Regions from separate parts of the Gossypium hirsutum genome. Here region 1 is linked to region 2. Evidence: chromatin contacts called from public Hi-C data. All regions are on one chromosome and are shown on one strand. Each heading gives the region's core, a stretch centred on a gene start, on an enhancer-like site or on the middle of the called end of the contact. The rest is flanking DNA. Distances are from core to core; before and after follow the strand shown.

What was found. A called contact is a pair of places that touch in the nucleus more often than the background predicts.
Region 1: a Hi-C map of leaf shows a contact between it and region 2, with 2.1 times the contacts expected there. The contact joins the promoter of LOC107894447 here to the promoter of LOC107893231 in region 2. A contact is called at or near these places in 2 of 34 Hi-C or Micro-C datasets (both in leaf).

The regions. Positions count from the first base shown.
Region 1 is chrA13:104,873,102-104,876,889 of Gossypium_hirsutum_v2.1, reverse strand. It overlaps LOC107894447 (probable pectinesterase 29), which reads left to right and starts at 1,617. Exons shown (of 5, transcript XM_016819721.1): 1 at 1,617-1,822; 2 at 1,931-2,090; 3 at 2,174-2,377; 4 at 2,459-2,706; 5 at 2,809-2,980. The coding sequence starts at 1,617. The coding sequence ends at 2,980.
Region 2 is chrA13:104,641,568-104,645,378 of Gossypium_hirsutum_v2.1, reverse strand. LOC107893231 (calreticulin) reads left to right here and starts at 2,141. Exons shown (of 14, transcript XM_041085558.1): 1 at 2,141-2,329; 2 at 3,144-3,251; 3 at 3,336-3,528. The coding sequence starts at 2,218.

The DNA of each region.
Region 1 (3,788 bases), core at 368-2,867, 230 kb before region 2:
ATGCTTCAAATGACTGCAAAGTAAGATGGTCGAGTCCAAAATGATGAGCAAAATTATCGCACCAAAATGTGCAACACAAGGAGTTTAAGTATCAAGAGAAGCCATTCAAGGGAAATGTTTACAAAAGTAGATATTGTTATACTTAAATCTTGCGAAACCGCCTCATGATACATTGCTCTTGCAAGGTGTTCCATGAGCTAAGATAATTTGTGACAACAAGTTTTGTCAGTCAAGGCCAGGCCCACAGCTAGGAGAGCACACCCTAAAGGGACCACACCTTTGACAAAGACATCATGTCTACCGTATGTAAAATTTACTCGTTGTCTTGACATGATGACTCATACTTAAGAGGAAGTGACGTCAATAAATCAACTAAGTTTTAGGGAATATGAAGCCAATAGAAAAAAAACATGTGGTACCTCAAGAAGGAACAATGATACCCTTTAAAAGATCCCTCAAGAACGAGGGATAGGGCGCTCTCTCTCTTCCAACTGTCGTCTCCCAAATTCCTCCATCTCTCATACTATATTATCTACAACTCTCCACCCACTAAGCGAACCGTCCTCAATCACCGTCATCTCTGCTTTGTATTGAAAATACAAATTTCAACTCAGTTGAATCTTGTTATGATACCCAAAACAAGATTTTGCAATGCATACACAAAGTAAATGAGTTCAAGTTAGAACAAAGTGTATATAATTATACCAGCTAAAGGTTTCTCGGTCCTTTTTAGCTTTGGCTTTCGCATGTAACGTCTCTGTTTTCTCCTTGCTCTCTTGACTTATCTAGTGGTGGCTCCTTGCTATTCTCTTTTCTTTCAGCTTTGGTTTTCTCTGGTTTTCTCTTACTTGGAGCTCTTTCTTTCTTTGTTTTTTTTCTCACCCTTGAGCCCCCTTAAGCTTGGACTTTTTAAAAGCCAAATTTTCTTCTTTTATTTTCCCCCTTGCCATGTTGCTTCTCTATCACATTTAATTTTTGTACTTTTTCTCTACTTTCACATGGTTATTCCTTGCCTTGTCTTGTACCCTCTCTTTGCTTTTAATTGTTGTCCTTTTTGTTCTTTCCCTTTGCAAAATATGGCTGCCATCTTCGCATGCATGGTCATCTCTTTTATATGTAATATTAATAACAATCACAAATAAATAAAAAGTCAAAGTCAAAGTCAAAGTCAAAGTCAAAATCAAAAATCAAAGTCAAGCCCCCCGAAATTTGAAATAAAAATTAACTTGGACTTTCAAAATTGAAGCTGAAAATTTTAATTATATGGATTACAACACCTATAAATTAGTGTCCTTTTTCATTATGAGTAAAAACGGTTTCAAAGCCATCTATGGAAAGCAGATTTTTGGGTGCTAATATGGTTTTCCCCTTATTAAGGAAAGTTATGCCTTGTTGGTCAACACAGCCTTGAGTTGTCTGGCTCACCCTAGTACCAGATTCTTTCATAATAATCTATCAGAAAATGGCTTATTTTCCCAATTTTGCCAGATAAACTGCCAAAAAGAAGAAAACAAATGTTAACTTTCCAGTTCAAACATATTATCTCAAATGGTATATATATTGACCCAAGTCATTCTATTTTTCTACAATACTTAAGCTCCTATTCCATTAAAAAAATGCAGTTTTTCAATTTCTTCCTCAACAGTAGTTTGCTGGTTTTAGTCCTCTCGATGTCAACCAAGACAGATGGTCAAGTTAGAAAAACTATCATAGTAGATCAATCAGGCCATGGGAGTTTCACCACTATTCAAAATGCCATTGATTCTGTTCCATCAAACAATGAAGCTTGGACACTTATTCATGTTAAAGCCGGTATCTACAAGTAATATATTTACCGCTGAAGCTCTTTGGTGTATATATATATATATATTTGCGGACCAATGAAGTGGTTTATTTATAGCTCTAATCTTATGCTTTAATATTTGTTTAGTGAAAAGGTGACTATCCCTAGAGATAAACCAAGAATTCTTCTTCAAGGAGAGTCATACAGGTCGACAATTGTCCAGTTTGGAGATGGGGGTGACTCTATTAAAAGTTCTACACTCTCTTTGTATGCTGACGATTTTGTTGCCATGGATATAACATTCAAGGTCTATCAACTTTAACTTTTTGCACGTTCAAGTCTAAAAATATTCACAATTATATTGAACAAATAACCTTTTTTGTTTGACAGAATACTTACAATCTTGAACCTGGAACACCAATTACATGGGCACCAGCAGCTCTGATCAATGCAGACATGGCTGCATTTTATCGATGTCGGTTTATAAGTGTACAAGATACACTGACAGATTCAGAAGGTCGTCATTACTTTGAAAATTGTTATATTGAAGGTGCTGTTGATTTCATATGGGGAAACGGAAGATCAATTTACCAAGTAGGCATTGACTCGATTATAATCACACGAATCTCTCTCTCTCTGTGATTGAGGTATATTTACACTCAAAGTTTCATGTAGGGATGCAATTTAAATGTAACGGCATCGGCTCAACGTAGCGGCATGGCGGCTTATATCACCGCTCAAGCTCGGGATAGCGTAGTTGATCATAGTGGTTTCGTGTTCAAAGAGGGATGGATATTCGGAACAGGTCCTGCTTATCTAGGAAGAGCATATAAACCTTATGCCAGAGTATTGTTTTACCGCACGAGGATGTCGGGTATCATCGTACCACAGGGTTGGTCAGCGTGGAATTATGTTAAGAAAGAGTAAGATTTTTAGGCCTTGGAATTTTTTTTATCTTTGTTGGAACTAATGAGTCAATTAGGCATGGTTAGTTTTTGATAGTTTCATTGATAAAATTTGTGCAGAAATAGTATAGTTTATGCCGAAGTAGATTGTACAGGAGCAGGGGCAAACAAGTCGAAGCGTGTGGCATGGGAGAAGAAGCTGTCGTCTAAGGATTTGAGCTATTTATTAGATATCAACACTTTCATAAACAATGGAAGCTGGATCCAAAGACAACCTAAGAGAGGCTCTTAAACATGTTTTTTTTTTCCTTCTCTTATAACACTTGTTGCTTAGACGTTTTGGTTTGTTAGCTAATTTTGTTGGAGTTCAAATTTTTTTCTTCCTTTTTTAAAGTTTTGTTTCGAATAAAATGTTGATGAATCTAAAGTTTTTGATCCGTTTTTATTTATCACCTTTGATTTCGCAATTTGTGACCCTCAGCACTTTCATCATCATCATAGCCCTCACCTCAAGTTCAACCCCTCCCCTCAAATAATCACTTAAGGCTAGGCTAAATCAATATTTTACGGAGTTAAAAATTATAGTTTATGCTTATCCAAATTCAATTCGATTCAAATTAGAAATTTAATTTTATTTAAGTTTATTCATATTTATAAATAATTAATTTAAACTTAATTTAAGATCATTTATATTAGTCTTTAATTTTTTAAAAAATATTTATATTATTTTTAGTTTAATATTTAATAGTTTTACATATCTTTTTTATTTATTAAATTTTTTATATAGACATTATAACATTTTTTTAATATTATATTGGGTAAATATATATTTTGCCCCCTAAAATTTTCCATTTATATCTAGTTGATACTACTTTTTGGACCTAGTTCATACTTGAACTTGTATTCCATCAACAATGGTGGTATCTCTGTACTGATACTGTTAGTTTGTACTGACGTGACACTGGTAACCAATCTAGCGATGACACATGGTAACTTCTTAGTATGCTACATGGCAAAACATAAATAAAAAAATTTTAAAATGTAGAAATTAATAAAAAAAGTACACTTTTTTTCAACATCAAGATTGAACCTAGACAAAT
Region 2 (3,811 bases), core at 892-3,391:
CTCCTACATAGAAGGCCATAAATTAGTTGTAGTTCCACCATTTTTCTATTTGTTGCTCCGCTAGCCAAGAGTGTTTTAACCAACGGTGCATTATCACACTCAAGTTCCATTTGTCTGAAACATTTCTCTTATACTAAGTGTAGACCTTTCAATACAAACCTAGCCTCGTCAATAATTCGATTTTTGACATTTTACTTTAACTTTATTTACATTTTAATCATTTTATTTAATATATAATTAACATAATAACCGACAATTCAAATTAACAACTAAAACTCCCTTTACATAATTCTTAAATTTATACAAAACTATTCCTATAAATTTTTTCATAGATGTCATTGACATTACTTTCCATGCATAAAGTTATTTTTCAATATTTTTCTTATTAAAATTTACTTAATTTCTATATTTACTTATTACCTAATCATCATGCAAAGCACAAAAATAAAGAAATCCAACAAAAACAAAATAACTAAATTTGGAAATACAAATGCTTTATAAAATAAAAATAAAAAGCCGAAGATTGAAATTTTTTTGGAAGAAAAATATAATAAGAACAAGAAAAAAAATCAATCACGAGTTAAAAATAGAAAAGAAAAAATGAATTTAAAAATTTGTTCTTTTCCAACCAGTTGCTGGAAACTGGAATTAAGTTCTTGCGAACCACAGTTGAGACAAATAGAAGAGAAGAAAAACTGACACATTTTAAAAAAAATGATTAATAAATTTTATTACCATTTTTTGTATTGCTGAAAAATAATAATTAATTGATAAACATATACATAAATTTGTATTAATTTTTATATTCTAAATAAATATTATTTTATATTAAACATATTGGTTTTATAATTAATATAGTATTTTTTATTCTAATATAATATAACACATTTCTAATTTTATTTTACATTCGATTTTATATGCCTCAATATGTTGGGAATTTGAATGGTTGATTACAATTTTTAATTTTAATTATATTAAGTATTTGCCATTTAAATATATTTTTATTGAAAAATTGTAATAAATTAGCAAAAGATATGGTAATTTGAGATAAAATACAATATAACATGACTAATACATCACACATCCCTTTAAATAATATCATTTCAAAATAAAATAAAAACAATGTAAAATTTTTTTATCTTTAAGTAATTACTATTACAAATTATATAAATAATTTAAAATTAAATTGTCATCGATTAAAAACATAAATACAAAAAAAAAATTCTAAATTGAGTTGTAATAACAAACTATGCACCGCATTAAATAAATCGAAATAAATTATATGAAAAAAATAAAATAAACTTACTATAAATAATTATGTTAATATATACAAATATTAACAAAAAAAAAGTTCCAATAAATTTATCAAAACATCTATAACATAATAAACATATTAAAAACACTAAACAAACATAATAAACATTAAAATTTATGTTTGTTTATTTAACATTATTTATAATTGAAAATCATTTTTAACCCAAAACACTTTTAATGGACACGAAATAATGGTATGAAACAGTGACGCCACTTTATCTGTATCATTTTTTTAATAGTTTAATGCTATATTAAAATTTTCATTTTGAATTTCAATATTTTCATTTTGAAAAAAAAATCAAAATCAAATAAAAATCTTGAAATTTAAGATGAAATTGCTTATGTGGTATTAAGCTATTGAAAATAAATAATATCCATCTTTCATACTATTCTTTCTTTGGACGAGAAATGATTGTATGAAAGAGTGACGTCACATCATTTATTTATTTTTTTCAATAGTTTAATATCATATCAATATTTTTATCTTAAATTTCAACATTTTTAACTTAAAAAAATAAAATAAAATAAAAATCTTAAAATTTAAAATAAAATTACTGATATGATATTAAAATAATATATCTCTTCCGTATAATACTTTCTGTTAAAGGATCTCATAAAATAGTTGCAACTTGCAACTAATTTGAAATTCTAAAACGTAACTCCTTAAACTCCTAGCCAAACAAGCAGAAACTTTTCTACGTGTCATGCAAAACTTCTTTCCAATAATTTTACGCCACGTCAATCCAATGACACTGACGAATGACATGTCTACAAATCATTGGCCCACGTCATATTTAGCCAATACCTGCACCTCAAAAACCAGTGAGTTCAACCAATATATAGAGGAACCCACAATCGGTCTCGCCCTCGGTCTGCAGCTCTACTTATTCTTTTTTCTCTTAGATGAGTACAACCATGGCGAATCACAAACCGTTCCCTAATTTCTTATCTCTTATTCTCCTCTCTCTCGTCGCCATCGCCTCTGCTGAAGTTTTCTTCGAAGAACGCTTCGAAGGTAAACTATTTTCTTTACTCATTTCTCTCGGTTTTCGAGTACTAAATTTTTTCTGTCGTATCTCAACCTTTAGATCGGCTTGTTTTTTTGTCATTTGGATCTGTTTTTTTTAGATGTTTTAGCTTTCTGTTTGATCTAATTTGTACGAATCGGGGATTTATATGTTTTCTTTTGGCAGTCGGATTTTTTTCATTTGTTTCTTTACTCAAATACTTAATTACGTTTAGAAGTGCAATTAATTCGAGTAGATCAACTGATGATCTGCTTTCCTAATTCAGTTCTAGATAAAATTAGTGTTAGAAATGTAGTTTAATTGCGATAAAAAAATGACAGTGAATGTTACGGTCACTGACTTTTCAGTTTTGATCTGTAACTGTAGAGGATGGTAGAAATAATGGTAATTAATATATTATTATTTGTCGTTTTGTTATTCATTTTATTCCTTCATTTTATAGTAATTGGCTAATTACGAGTCAAGTATGTCTTTTAAATAAGGGGATGAAAACGTTAACTTGACAAAAATAAGTGATGAAAACGTTAATTTTAGAAATGTGAGAGGGAAATAACTAAAAGTTATCCTTTTTAGCTGCAAGGATAGAAACCATAGCAGAGCAGAAATTGCATCTATTTACAAATTGTGTACTCTTTCTAACATTCCTTAGATTCTGTACTCTTTCGAACAAATGAGTGAGAACTTATGAAAAGGAAGCTACTTTTGCTTTAATTGAACTTTTTTTTAGTTTTCATTGTCTCCGAAAAGCTTAATTGTACTTCTCTTCGCTGATTTTGCTTTTCTATTGTCCTGAAACTTTAGATGGATGGGAAAGTCGTTGGGTAAAATCTGACTGGAAGAAAGATGAGAACATGGCTGGGGAATGGAATTACACTTCTGGAAAATGGAATGGAGATCCTAATGACAAAGGTAACCTTCTGGAATTACTCATAACTTGGTATAGATAAAGGCTATGTTTCAAGTTAGTTACCTATGGCTCTGCGTTTTGCACAGGTATTCAAACTAGTGAAGACTACAGGTTTTATGCTATTTCAGCTGAGTTCCCAGAAGTTAACAACAAGGGCAAGACTCTAGTCTTCCAATTTTCTGTGAAGCACGAGCAGAAGCTTGACTGTGGTGGTGGCTACATGAAGTTGCTCAGTGATAACATTGACCAGAAGAAATTTGGTGGCGACACCCCGTACAGGTTGGTGCATGCCCTTTGATCCAACCTATTAATGTTTCTAATTGATATTTACGGAGGGTTGAACCTCCACCACAACAAGTATTGGGTGCTCCCACTCTGTGAATGTGCTGCCTGTTCAAGCACTTGTATTCTCAGCAGAGTTACTCTTTGAACTCACTTGAGCTTTCTATAGAGTCGGGAGACAACCTCTACTTGCAACAAAACTAGATGCGTTGGTGTTTGACCCTCAACAATATTATTGTTCAATTTACTTATTTTTTTTTTTGTTATGTTGATTGATTCC